Regions from separate parts of the Sus scrofa genome. Here region 2 is linked to region 1. The links are chromatin contacts, called in public HiChIP or PLAC-seq maps. All regions are on one chromosome and are shown on one strand. The core of a region is the stretch at or near the end of the contact, and the rest is flanking DNA. Distances in the headings are between cores, read along the strand shown.

The links. HiChIP or PLAC-seq counts read pairs in DNA pulled down with a chosen protein or histone mark.
Region 2: a contact with region 1 is called in an H3K27ac HiChIP or PLAC-seq map of alveolar macrophages. The contact joins the enhancer-like site here to the promoter of LOC100155195 in region 1. A contact is called at or near these places in 1 of 5 promoter capture datasets (liver), 4 of 47 Hi-C or Micro-C datasets (alveolar macrophages, embryonic fibroblasts and omental adipose tissue) and 2 of 2 datasets of contacts at active chromatin or transcription factors (alveolar macrophages and skeletal muscle).

What each region holds. Positions count from the first base shown.
Region 1 is chr4:127,352,704-127,360,001 of Sscrofa11.1, reverse strand. LOC100155195 (guanylate-binding protein 7) reads right to left here and starts at 3,208. Exons shown (of 12, transcript XM_021090310.1): 1 at 3,059-3,208; 2 at 2,343-2,479.
Region 2 is chr4:127,461,131-127,468,428 of Sscrofa11.1, reverse strand. All of the region lies in intron 2 of KYAT3 (kynurenine--oxoglutarate transaminase 3), which reads right to left. Among named protein-coding and RNA genes, the nearest start is that of KYAT3, 13 kb to the right of the region's middle. Within about 2 kb of position 3,733, at least 1 of the 83 cell types and tissues checked has an H3K27ac peak or open chromatin away from gene starts, as enhancers often do. A contact at or near this core is called in alveolar macrophages, where this site is marked.

The DNA.
Region 1 (7,298 bases), core at 1,959-4,458:
AGGGTCATTTCTGAATGAAAGTGGAGGATTTGGTTTTGGCCGGAAACAGCAGCCCTCGCCTCCCTGCGGTAAGCAAGTGGGAGAACGAACCCCCTGAGGAAAACGGGGGGCGGGCAGTGTTGCCCAGCAGAACGAGCCGAGAGAGAGGCAGCGATGGAGAAGCAAGCAGGCTGGAGGAACGCTGGGCTCCCCCGGGGTGTCCAAGTTCAGGTTCTGGAGGCTGGCTGTCAGGGTTCATAGGAGGGTTCAAGTCACTCCTTGTCTGCCAAGACCTCAAAAAAGGGCCTTCCTTCTAAAGCCCCCATTTTCTTACCAGTTTATAGGTAAAACAACAATTCTTGCTTGGTTCATTATGGTGCAGCTGGTAACAGGCCCTTAGTTATGAAAATAAATTTTCCTGGATTCATGGACTATTTCCATCATCAGCAATGAGACAAGACAAGGTGTTACATTGTATCAAGGTGTTCTGTGAGCTGTGGATCACCAAGAAATATTAGGTATCTGAAATCTTTTTATTAGAAAAATACATGAATTTATTTAACAGACTTCCTCTGTACAATTTTTTCCTTCCTTCCTTCCTTCCTTCCTTCCTTCCTTCCTTCCTTCCTTCCTTTTTTTGGTATAGTGCATTGGGAACAGAGATGGGGGATAAACCATGACCTATTACTGCTGTATTATGTGCAAATGAAAAAAGGGCCACTTCACTCAAAGGCGCTGGGGGGCAGGAAGAGGGAACTCTCATACAGAAGGACTGAGGTCAGAGAAGGAATTGGCAATTACAGACCCCAAGGGTCGAATCACCAACAGGAAGGAATCACCAGTGACAGCCCCCAACAAGAAAAGGTGTGCACTGCAGTGCTTACAAGAATATGCTACCTGGATAACTCAGCCAATGAGAACCACTCGGTACCCTGAACACAAACTTTTTTTTTTTTTTTTTCCAAACCACCCTCCCCAGCGCTCTCCCTTTTTTTTTCCCTATAAAATAATCTTCTTCTTTGTTGGACTTGTCTCTGGCTTTTTCTATAGTTTGCTTGTCCCAAATTGCAGTTCCTCTGCTCTCCATGGATAAACCCATCATTGCTGGTAAAATAATGGTTTGATTTTTAAGGTGAATAGCTATAAGCAAGAAAAACTGAAAATTTTATTTCTGAGACCGAATATTAACAAATCGTTCTTTGTGTAAGAGTCAATGAGTCTACAAAGATTTTCTTTAATTCAAAGTATCCTGAAGTATCAAAACCAAGAAATGTTTAAGCTCAGAACTAAACCAGTAGACTAGAAGAGCACTACTAGATGGTAGAATATGACCAGCGGTTTCCAAAGGTTACTGTTCAGGAGAATTATCTAAAGTGATAGTTAAAAATACCCCACACCTTGTATTTTCAGCAAGTATCAGAAGTTACCTGATGCAGTTCGTGCATGGACCAGTCATTAAAAACAGTGCAGGAGTTCCCGTCGTGGCACAGTGGTTAACGAATCCGACTAGGAACCATGAGGTTGTGGGTTCGGTCCCTGCCCTTGCTCAGTGGGTTAAGGATCCGGCGTTGCCGTGAGCTGTGGTGTAGGTTGCAGACGCGGCTCGGATCCCGTGTTGCTGTGGCTCTGGTGTAGGCTGGTGGCTGCAGCTCCGATTCGACCCCTAGCCTGGGAACCTCCATGTGCCGCGGGAGCGGCCCAAAGAAATAGCAAAAAGACAAATAATAATAATAATAATAATAATAATAATAATAAAATAAATAAAAACAGTGCATAATAGACAAACACGATCAGACCTTCCAGTTATTATTTACAGTTTTGTTTTTTAGGGAGAGTGGGGTTGAATTAGTCCGTATAAAAACAGCTCTGTAGTATTTGGAACATCGTGTTAATACAAAAATAATCCATGGCGAATCTCCTAGGATTTAAATTCCCTGTCCAGGAGCATCTTTTCTGCTCCCTCAGTGCCCAGCAGGGGGCAGTCCGAACTTGTCCGAGGAGGGGAGGAGGGGACCGGGGAGGCACCCTACCCGGCGCCTCGGGGTGCGGGCGAGGATGGGTCCCCCAGTCCTAGAAAGGCCCTCAGCCCCTTTGCGTAGGTGAGGAAGGATGCACTCGTCCTCGCCCTTGCAGAGCCCTGTGCCGCAGCCCTGGACTGGCGTCCGGGGGACCGGGGCGAGTCTCGCAGCCCCGGGGTCCCCACGGAAACGCTGAGCTGTCCAAGCCGCGCGCCTCGGGGGCGGCGCACCCTCCCACCGCGCGCTGCGCCCGCGGCCTCCCCTCCAGCCGGGTGGGTTTGGCGCTGCGGGATTTACTCGTGCTATTTAACGAAAATGAGTCTGGGAGGGGGTGAGCGAACTTACTTGGCGCGGATGCTGCAGCCTCGGACAGGTGCTCTGCGAGCCCGGTTCCGCTCGGGCTCCTGCGTTGGCTGCTCAGGAAACTGACTCTTCTCTTTATAAGCTGAGGGCGACCTATTGAAGGAGCTCCACTAAGGGGTCTGGTTTACAGGAAAAGAAAGTGAAAATGAAAGGGAGCGGCTTTTTTTTTTTTTTTTTTTTTTTTTTTTTTCTTCTCAGAGGCAGAAACCTAGATGAATTCAGGCAAAGACAGGGGTTCCTCCACTCATCCCCACCTAGCAATGTAAACCCAAGTGCGTCTCGACCCCATGGTGAACCGTGAACCAAGCAAGGGTGGGATGAGAGCGAGCGTTCCACAGCCTGTCTCTCAGGGGTACTTTTGTAAAGGAAGAGGTTTTGTTTATGTTTCATAGATTCATTTTCTTTCTTTTTCCTTTTTTAAAAAAGTATTTTTTTAACTCAATAGGTTTTTTTTTTTTCTCTTAGCAATAGAAGTATGAGTGTGCATAAAATTCTAGATTTTATAGCCCCGATACATTCACTATTACTTAGTTGCATATACTTAGAATTTTTTTCCTTTTCCTTTACTAATGTGGATCCAGATTAGGGTTAGGGCTTGGGAGCTGAGGAGGGAGAACCGTATATAGATTGAGGGTGAATCCAGATTTGGTGGTTGGGAGTTGATTCAGATTTGGTATCCTTTAAATCATTGTACTTACCTGTAGGTTAACGGCTTGGCTGCTGCTGTTAGGGAATCGGGTCCTTTTACTGGAGGAGCTGCAAACCAAAACGCTGAGACGCTGAAGTTTGCAGCCAAGAAAGTTTATTGACAAAGCCACCAAATAAAGAGGCAGAAAAACGAGTCTTAGGTCTGCCTCCCAGAAGGGGAGGAGCTTGGGGTAAAGGGGAGGGGATTGGTGTTCTGTGCAGGTGTTCCTAAGTTACATGCTTCTTCGCTGGGAGCATGCGTAAATTGAGGGGGAGTTGATAATGAAACACGCTGGAGAATTCTGAACTGTGATGTCAACAGGTCACCCGCGGGATAAACAAGTCTCTTCCGTGCAGACGCTGTACAATCATATTGGTTCTACCCATTTTCACCCAGTTTTTTAAGAAGAGAGTTTTTTGGGTTTTTTTGTTGGTTTGTTTGTTTTAAATAAGCTGTTTCCTTATCTGCTGTTCTGTAAAATGAACTCAAGAATTCTGTTAGTCACCAGTTTCTGTTACCGGGTTTTACTCCTACAGGGCACAGAGTCACTACCACAGCTGTATTTCAGTTGGCAGTGAGGGACAAGAAGGACGGTAGAATATGATCTCAAAGTTCTAAGGCCAAGAATCACCAAGAGCAGGTGCTTTTGCACCTGTTCCCTCTGCAGCCTTGCCTAGCTGCTAGAAAAAAAGTCCTTTGCCCGATTGCTAATAAGTTTATTTCGTTAGACAGAATGATACACTATTTGGAGCTGCAAAGCATGTGGTAACTCTAAAAAAGTATATGCAACAATATCAGGGACAGATATTTCTAGAATCCTGAGGCTAACCTTGGCAGATTCAAGGCATGAACCCAAGCTGGGACAATTACCATGGCCCGGGAATTCCTGATCCATGGAGATTGATTTAGGGGGAGACGGCACATGACCTAAAGCCAAATAAACTTAATCTGTGCTAAGTTACCTGGATTCAAGACATTTCTCTTTTTTCTCTCTCACTCTTAGTCTTGTACTGGCTGTCTTGTTCTCCTCTCTGTGTTTTCGTTAACTTTTCGTTATTGTGAATAAAGATGTGTGTTTTGAAATGAAGACAGTAGCACCACTTAGCTATGCCTGGCTCTAAACCATGACATATGTTATTACGTGCAAAGGGGGAACGTAAATTCGGAGTCTTACTTCCAGCTTGCATTGTTTGTAATTGCTTCAGGAGAAGTACTTTTAAAAAATTCTATTCCGTAATTCTTACTCTGCAAGTGTAATATTAGAAAAGGATGAGTGACTAAAATGGGTTCCTAACCTGAAGGTGGTCAACGAAGCTCGATTGAACCGAAATGAACTTTTCTTCATTTCCTAATGATTTAACTCCAGAAAAAATGGTCTACCATCTAACTTCAGAAATTGTGCTTATGTGTCACCTAGTGTCCTCAGCTTCGGGTGTAATGAAAATTCTGAGAGGAAGAGTCTTAATTTTTACATCCTGCTACTCAGAGTTTGGTGAAAGCCTACAGCTGTGGATGGGTCAGCACTCTAAGCAGCTCACCCTTGAAGCACTTTCAGTTCAGAAATCTGAGTGCAGTTCTTCAGGAGAGGAATGTGTGGGTACAAAGGAATAATGGCCCAATAGGGATGAGATTCTTAGGTCTGGGAGCTTTGGAATTGGAGACAGTAGCCACTGCTCCAAAATGTGTGTAAAAACAAGGCAAAAGTCTTGGATAGGCATTCCTGTCATGGCTCAGCAGTAATGAACCCAACTAGTATCCATGAGGATTTGGGTTCAATCCCTGGCCTCACTCAGTGGGTTCAGGATCTAGTGTTGCCATGAGCTGTGCTATAGGCCAGCAGCTACAGCTCTGATTCGACCCCTAGTCTGGGAACCTCCATGTGCCGCGGGTGTGGCCCTAAAAAGACAAAAAAATAAATTAATTAATTAATTAAAAAAAGTAAAAGTGCCTTGGATATTTCTGAGCACAGAAATAAACAGGGTAAGGAGTTCCTGTCGTGGTGCAGTGGAAATGAATCTGACTAGGAACCGTGAGGTTGGGGGTTTGATCCCTGGCCTCACTCAGTGGGTTCAGGATCCGGCATTGCCGTGAGCTGTGGTGTAGGTCGCAGATGCAGCTTGGATCCTGCATTGCTGTGGCTGTCAAGTAGGGTGGCAGCTGTAGCTCTGATTGGACCCCTAGCCTGGGAAACTCCATGTGCTGCGGGTGCGGCCCTAAAAAGCAAAAATAAATAAATAAATAAATAAATAAACAACCAACCAGCACCCCCCCCAAACTTGTCAGCAGCAGTTTCTACTCCCTTCACCTCCAAGTAAGAAACAAGACAAAAGAAGGCAGCAGTTTACTGGATAGACATCTAAACCTCTTCTCATGCAGGCATTAGGTGAGCTAGTATTGTGTAGTTTAAGATTTGCACTATAATCCTGTGATTATGATAAGACTATGAGGCTTCAATAGTCTTTCAAAGTAGTGAAAGTGAGTGAGAAAGTAAACACTCTTGGTGAAGTGTGTGTCAATCCAAAAAAATTAGGGGAGACAAGTACACTGAATGAGACTCCATCACAATGGATGAATCCACAGACACCTGGAGCTTCCAATTTTTTTTTTCTCACATTATCATGCAAGTTGAACAGTGCAGACTGTTGCCTTTGGAATGGATTGGCAATGAGATCCTGCTGTGTAGCACTGGGGACTATGTCTGGTCACTCATTATGGAGCATAATAATGTGAGAAAAAATAATGTATACATGTATGTGTAACTGGGTCACCTTGCTGTACAGTAGAAAATTGACAGGACACTGTAAACCAGCTATAATGGAAAAAATAAAAATCATTATATACATTAAAAAACTGCATTGAATTGATGCCCCTCTTAATCATCATAACTGAAAAAAAGGTGTGCCATTTTTCAAACGTAAATATTATATCTAGGAGTTCCCATCGTGGCTCAGTGGTTAACAAATCCAACTAGGAACCATGAGGTTGCGGGTTCAATCCCTGGCCTTGGTCAGTGGGTTAAGGATTTGGCATTGCCGTGAGCTGTGGTGTAGGTTGCAGATGCAGCTCAGATCTGGTGTTGCTGTGGCTCTGGTATAGGCCGGTGGCTACAGCTCCGATTTAACCCCTAATCTGGGAACCTCCATATGCCACGGGAGCAGCCCAAGAAATGGCAAAAAGACAAAAAAAAATTATGTCCAAATCTACTTTTTTTTTACAAGGCCAAACATACGATATAAATGGAGTCAAGCAGGAAAAATAAATAAAATGTGTCTTACCAGTAATAGCAAACGTACAGTAAAGGTAGGGAATCATCTGCAAACAAATATGATATCTAAACCAGTAATCATGAGAGGAGGAGAATACAAATGCAGAATGTTTGAAATGCATTTGAAATTAATGATCAGCAACTTAAATTACACATACACACACATACACCCGACACACACACACGGAGACTACTATATCAAGATCTCATGGTAATCACAAACCAAAAATCTACAAGAGACACACACACACACACACACACACACACATACACACACAGGAATCCAAGGAGATTGGACAAGATGGCTGAGCAGAAGAACTTAAGCTCACCTTCTCTCAGAAAAACACAAAAATTACAACTAACTTGTGAACAATCATCAATAAATAGAATGGAAACTACCAAAGAAGATATCCTACACCCAAAGACAAAGAAGAAGCCACAATGAAAAATAAAAAATTAACCAGAAGGAGCAAATAGCAGATTACAGGAGGCAGAAGAATAGGCAAGGTGGAAATCACTGATGTGGAAAAGAATAAAGATAAAAGAATGAAAAGAAATGAGGAGAGTCTAAGAGAACTCTGGGACAACCTCAAAGGCAACCTTAAACACACCAACGTTTGCATTATAGTGGTGTCAAAAGGAGAAGATAGAAAGTGGCAGAGAAAAATATTTGAAGAGATAACAGCTGAAAACTTACCTAATGTGGGAAAGCAACCACTCACTCAAATCCAGGAAGCACAATGAGTAGCATATAAAATAAACCCAAGAAGGAACACACTGAGCACAAGTTAATCAAATTGACCATAATTAAAGACAGAGAAAATATTGAAAGCAGCTAGAGAAAAGGAACAAATGACATGCAATAAGATTGTCAACTGTCAGACCTACAGACCAATGGAACAGAACAGAAAATCCAGGAATAAACCCAGTCACCTGGGGTCAATTAATCTTCAACAAAAGAGGCAAGACTATAAAGTGGGGAAAA
Region 2 (7,298 bases), core at 2,484-4,983, 110 kb before region 1:
CCTGCAGAGCTCCGGCAGGCGGGAGACCCAAGGAAGAGCTGAAGTGGCAGCTGCAGTCTGCAGCAGAACTCCCTCTTCTGGGGGGAACCTCTGTCTTTTCTCTTGATCGAATCAAGGCCACGCACATTATGGAGGGTAGTTTGCTTTAGTTCAAGTTACTGATTGAGGCGGGATGAGGATGATGCTTCTGTGAGTCAAGGAGCACCAGAAGCTGGGGGAAGCAGGAGGAGAGTCCCCCTCACAGCTCTCAGAAGAACCGACCCTGCCAACACCTGCACCTTGGACTCCTGGCCTCCTGTGCTACGAGGGAATACATTTTTGTTGTCTAAGCCACAGTGGTTGTGCTACTTCTTTAAGGAAGCCCAAGGAAATGAATATAGGAGTGAAAATGTCTAAGACGCCCCACAGTGCCCAAAGGCATCAAGATTCAGCAGTAGGTGCAAATGCTCCCTGTCTAAGAATTATTGTCCAGAGCGGACCCAGTATGCGGACAATAAAAATAAACCTGAAATCCTACGAGGAACTAAATATGAGCCCCAGGTGTACTATGGAACATCTGTAGGGCCTGTACAATCTCTAGACAACTAACTCCCGAGATGGCCTTCCTTCCCAGGTAGATTAATGCCTGGCATACGTCCACTGTACTGCGGTATTATAAACACAGAACTGCTAGGGAGAAAGCAAGCAGCATCTTTGGTTGTTCATGGGAAGCTGAAACATGCAGTTCTGCAGAATCACCACTAGATGCCACTCTTGGCAGACATAAGAAAAAGCTAAGTACCTCTTTAAACCACTAACTGCACCTGTCACCATAGCTATCCTTAAGAAAACAAAAATAGCAAGCGTCTGGGAAGATGTGGAGAAGGAGGAACCCTTGTGCACTACTGGTGGGGTTGTAAATTGGTGCGGCCACTTTGGAAAACAGTAGGAGGGTCTTTAAAAAATTAAAAATAGAATTACCATGTGATTCAGCAATTTCACCGCTGGGTATTTACCCAAAGAACACAGAAACACTAAATTGAGAAGATGTATGCTTCACTGATGTTCAGTGCATCACTGGTTACAGATAGCCAAGGTATGTGTCCACTGAAAGACAAGTGGATAAGGAAGATACAGGATGTAAATATACAGTGGAGTATACTCAAGTCACAAAAAATAAATAAAATCTTGCCATTTGTAACCACAGTGATGGATCGAGGAGGTGTTAACGCTAAATGAAGTAAGTTGGACAAAGAAAGACAAATTCTGCATGATCTCCCCTATGTGTGGAATCTAAAAAACAAAACAGATGAACAAAACGAAGTGAAAGCAGACTTAGAGATGCAGAGAACAAATGAGTGGTTGCCAGAAGGTGGGTGGGATGGTGGTGGAGGGAACAGGTGAAGGGGATTAAGACGAACAAACCTCCAGGCGTGTAATAAATAAGCCCCAAGGAACATCGTAAATAATACTGTGATACCTCTGCACGGGGCAGATGGTTACTTGACTTACTGTGGGGATCAGTTCTCAATGCATATAAACGTCCCAGCATTGGGTCGTACATCTGAAACTAATATCATATTGGAGGTCCACATTCTGATTTTTAAAAATGTTTATTGCAATAGTACCTGAAAAGTTTGGAAAGAAGAAACAAATATTACCCATTATCCTAACACCCAAAGGTACACAACTCTCAGTTGCGTGTAATTCGAGAGCCCTGTCTGCACAACGTGCTGCACTGAGATGGTGCAGGACTTGGGTAGGAAAGTCCTCCCAAGTGCAGGGCCGAAGCTGGGGAAAGCAAGGCTGTTAATATCTAGGAATCACGGGGTAGGAATCCAGGACAAAAACGAAGAGTGCAAGAAAAGGCCAGAAACAGAAATACCAAAGCTGCTTTCTGGAGAGACAAGGACAACCACCAGGCGGGAGAAGCAGATGGACTCACGTACATCAAGACCAGGCTGGAGCAGAAAGGGATTATCTGTTAAGCGCTCATGTGAACCCAGGCTGCGGGTACACCCATTACCCTTTAGAGCTGCGAAGTAGGTATCCATAGGTGCAATCACAGGCATTTTTAAAAATGTTGTCTCTTAACAGAGAATGTTAAACATTCTGTGAATTTTCTTAGCCATCATAAGAATTTCACCTTTAATTAGTAGGTAATAGTTCAGGTTATATATCACACCTTATGCCTTCGTCCCCCTGTTGTTTGAGTGTCTGTTATCCGCAGTGTTTGCAATGTTAGGTAGTACGTTTCTATTGCGTATTTAGTTATATGGTCCCCACTCTTTTTCCCGTATTTTAAACTTTGATGTAGAAGATGAATGCCCTCTTGTAACACAAGTATTAACCATCACGAGAGAGATGACAAATATCCTAAATATTCTGTCTAAACTACTTTTGCGGAGATGTATTTCTGTCTGCCTATCAGATCTGATGTTCTAATAACCACAGTGATGAAACTTAGTATCATTTCCCTTCCTTCCTTAGCACTTGTACCACTTCCTAAGGGTCTTCAAACTATAGGAATCAGATCTCTAGGCAGCACAGACAGAAATGCAGCGTGAACAGTTTAGGGCAAAAGAGGAATGTATTCAAAGGCCAATGTCACCATGAGACGGTAGCCAGCCTCAAGGGTAACTGAAACCAGAAACTGGAACCTCAGCAAGGCTCTCCTTCATCTATTCCTCTAACCAATCTCAGTCTGCTTTTATCCATGAAACACAAGGTGTGCCTCCCATCTTCACCACTGAAGAGTACACTCTCTGGCGCCAGTTTCTAAAGTTCCAGGGAAGAGCTTAGGGACATGCAAGACAGACCCTGAGCGGGTGATTAAAGAAAACTACTAAACAACTTCCAAACCTGCATTTCCTCACCAGTCAGCTGGAGAAAAACTTAGTACTTACAGTAGGGGGCAGTTACAAGGATTAAAAGAAATGCCATGTAAAGCACGTGGGGAACACTCCAAATGTTTTCTAAATTACTGCTTGACTTAAAAAATCTATGCTACTCCAGGAAATCAGATATGCCACCTCAAAATATGTTACCTTGACCTAAGGGTCATTTTTAGCTGAAGGCAACTGAGAAGAAGCGAAGAAACGCTGCCTCCCCCCTTTTACCCGGACGGGAAACAACGTCCAGTCACCAGGGACAATCCAGCCTCTCGCCAGCTGAGCGGGCGCCAGAGGATGTCGCACGGCGGACCCTGTTAGCACAGCGCTTACCTTCCACTCCTAAACTCCTTTCCCTTTGGTCACCTCTCTGCACACCTACTGCTCGTTGCTAAGACGCCGAGTTCAAACCACCTCTTTGAGTGGCTCCTCACCGAGGTCTCCTGCGTGTGTGCACAACGCACATGTTACACTGTCTCTTTGCTCTTGGTCTCCTCCGTATTTTCTCAGTCTGATTCTCAGGGTCTCGGCCAGAAAACCTAGGAGGGGAGAGGAGAAAGGATTTTTCCCCCTCCCTACAATACCATTCAGTGGCTCAAATATCTCTTAAATAGTTGCCAAGTGTGCCACGAAATGAGAGAAAGTATTTACACACATATATCTTACACAAGACCTTTATTTAGGATATGCAAATATCTTCTGCAATTCAATAAGAAGACAAACAAGCCAGTTAAAAATGGGCAAAAAGGGAGTTCCCACTGTGGCACAGTGGGTTAAGAACCTGACTACGGTGGGTTGGGTCACCGTGGAGGCGAGGGTTTGACCCCTGGCCCAGCGCAGTGGGTTAAACAGGTTAAGCAATCTGGTGTTGCCACAGTTGTGGGTCATAACTGGGGCTTGGATTTGATCCCTGGCCCAGGAACTTCCGTATCCATGAGTGCAGTCATTACAGAAAAAAAAAAAAAAAGGCAGAAAAATTTGACAGCCAGAGAAGATATACAAATGACCAAAAAGCACATAAAGGGTGCTCAAGATCATTGAGAAAGTGCAAATTAAAACCATAGCCAGGTACCACTAGATACTACCCACCAGAAAGGCTAAGATTAGAGAGGCTGAGTGTTGGCAAGGATGTGATGAAGCTGGAACTGTTGTCCAGCCCTCGTGGGAGCGCGAGATGGCACGACCACTCTGGAAACGTGCTTAGCAGTTACTTCAATCTCCCACACAATGACCCACTGCTAAGAACTTACCCAAGAGAGACGAAAACCTATGGCTTGTACGCAAATGTTCATAACAACTCTATTCAAAACAGTTAAAACCCGGAAAAAAACACAAGTCCAGGGAGTTCCTGCTGTGGCGCAGGGGAAACGAATCTGACTAGTAATCGTGAGGATGTGGGTTCAATCCCTGGCCTCGCTCAGTGGGTTACGGATCCCATATTGCTGTGGCTGTGGCGTAGGCTAGCAGCTGTAGCTCCAATTCGATCCCTAGCCTGGGAACTTCCACATGCTGCAGGTGGGGCCCTCAAAAGCAAAATAAAATAAAGTAAAAAAAAAAAAAAGAAAAAAAAAGCTGAACTGTAAAAAAAGTCCATAGACAACAGAATAGATGGGTAAAGAAATAATATATCTACACAATGGGATACTGCTCAGCAATAAAAGGAATGAGCTAAAATACACCACTGGCTAATTTAAAATCATTATGTGTATGAAAGAAACCATACACAAAGGAGTACATACTGCATGATCCCACTTATATAAAATAAAAATTTAAAAAGCAAAATAATCTATGGTGACAAAGAGCAAATCAGCAGCAGGACAGACCACAAAGGAACATGAAACATCTTTCTGGGTTGATGGGAATGTTGTGATACTGACTGTGGCAGCGTTTCACCGCATATACATTTAAAAATAGTTGTTGAGGAGTTTCCACTGCAGCACAGTGAGTTAAAGATCCACTGTTGCTGCAGCTGTGGTGTAGGTCGCAGCTTCAGCTCAGATTCAGTCCCTGGCCTGGGAACTTTCACATGCTGTTAGAGCAGCCAAAAGAAAAAAAAAATACTGAATTGAATACTCTAAATGGATATACAGTATCTTTATAAAGCTGACTTTAAAAAGCTGCCAGGTTCGTTTCTTAAAAACCTAAAGATAACTCTTAGTATACAATCCAGCAATCGCTCTCCTTGGTATCTGCCCAAAGGAATTGAAAAATCATGTCCAGATAAAATCCTGCACACTGATGTTTTTAGCAGCTTCTTTTTTTTTTTTGTCTTTTGTCTTTTTAGGGCCACACCTGCAGCATATGGAGGCTCCAGGGCTGGGGTCTAATTGGAGCTATAGCCATCGGCCTACACCACAGCCACAGTAACGCCAGATCCAACCCGCATCTGCGACCTACACCACAGCTCACGGCAATGCCAGATCCTTAACCCACTGAGCAAGGCCAGGGATCGAACCAGCAATCTCATGGTTCCTAGTCGGATTTGTTTCTGCTGTGCCACGATGGGAACTCCGATATAGCAGCTTTATTCTTAACGGCCAAAACCTGGAAGCAACCAAGATAGGTGAATGAATGGATAAACTGTGGTATATCCAACAATGGAATATGATCCAGCACCAAAAAGAGATAAGCTATCCAGCAATGACATAGAGAAAAGGACATGCATATAACTAAGTGACAGAAGCCAGTCTGCGGCCCTAAGGCCAGGACATGGCCTCTCTGATCTCTCTGAGAGCCTGCTCTCAAGTGGCGAGGGAAGAGCCATGATACAGAGAATTTCGGCAGCAAAGATCAGGTAGTTAGAACATCAAAAAATTCCTGTTAATTAAAGAAAACCAGATAGCTCAGGTAAAGGCATCTGGCACTTTTCTGTGCACAGGCAGATGCAAAGTTACAGCTCACGGAGGCCACGCCTCTGACGTGCACCTCAGCTCTCTGGGCCAGCACCCCTCATCTCTGATCTCCTCGGGGTTCATGGCAGGGGGTGGTTGCAGTGGCTGACTGCTGGATAGAGGGCATCCTGTTTCTGTCCTGAGTCCCCTCAGGGCTTACCATTGTGATGGCTTGATGGCAGCAACATCCTTTGCTTACTGATATGGCAGACGTGGTTTTCCTTGTTTTTTGTTTTTGTTTTTGTTTTTCATTGATACAGGTTATTTGACATCTCCAAAATGCAGTATCCTCATTTATTGAAAGAAAAAATGCCTACCTGACACAATTGCTCTGATGATGAAATGAATTCAAGCTACAGTGCAAAAGCTGGTGCAGACTCAGAAAGCAGAAACGATGTCTTTAGATACAAGCAGGATGAGTGCTTTTATCCCACAGTGGGCGAGGAGACGCTGAGTGTGAACTATGAGTACAGCAGATGATGTTTTCACACCAAAACAGCAGGAATGGGCTGTGTTTTCTTTAAAGAAGGACCGAATGAAGAAGAGAAAACGTCTGTCTTACTTGCTATAAAGTAAATGCTTTTGTGCTTCTGTGCTGGGCATGTAGATTTTAGAAATCCCTAAAAACCCACTATTTTTTAGGGCAGTTTTAGTTTCAGAGCAAAACTGGGCGTAAAGTTATAGCGAATTCCCTTATACTCCCTTGACACCCCAATAACCTTGCCAGCCAACATCAGAGTGGTACATTCGTGACAGACGATGAACCAGCACTGACCCGTCATGATCACCCAGCGTCCACAGGTTTCATAAGCGTTCGCTCTCAATGTTCCACTTTCCGGGGGTTTGGACAACAGTCTTGCGTGTACACGGGACTATCCTCTCGTAGAGAGTGCTTTCCCTACTATGTGGAAGATGAGCGGATAGCAGATTACTGGTGGAAGAAGGGTGGAAACCAGTGGGCTCCGAAGTGCAATCCGAGTGACCTGAGCTTCAGTGAGGACTGGTCTAACACGGGGCACACGGTTCGACGGGGGGCGCTGGCTTCCAGGGGCCTCCATGGACACTGACTCCTCCCTTCTCTCCTCGCTTTCTGCCTCCCACCTTCCATCTCTTTCTCTCTTTCCGCCTCTCTCATACCCATCTATTGATCCAGTCTCTGGCTCTGTGGCACCAGAGACCAACGGAAGTTTCACCTTCCAGTTTCTAAGCCTTTAAGATCTCGGTGCTGCTATAAGGGAAAGAACTTCCTCCTGGCTCCTCTTGTTTCCCTTCTTCCTGCGTAGAAATGATATTTTACTTCGCACTTAAAGTATTGTTTCTTTAAAATTACAGGAGAAAAACCGAAGGGTTCCTGCTGTGGCTCAGCCAGTTAAGAACCTGACATAGAGTCTGTGAGGATGCGGGTTCAATTCCTGGCCTCACTCAGTGGGTTGAGAATCGGGCCTTGTCAGAGGCTGCAGCGTAGGTCACAGATGCGGCTCAGATCCAGCATTGCTGGGACTGTGGTGTAGGCTTCAGCTGTAGCTGTGATGTGACC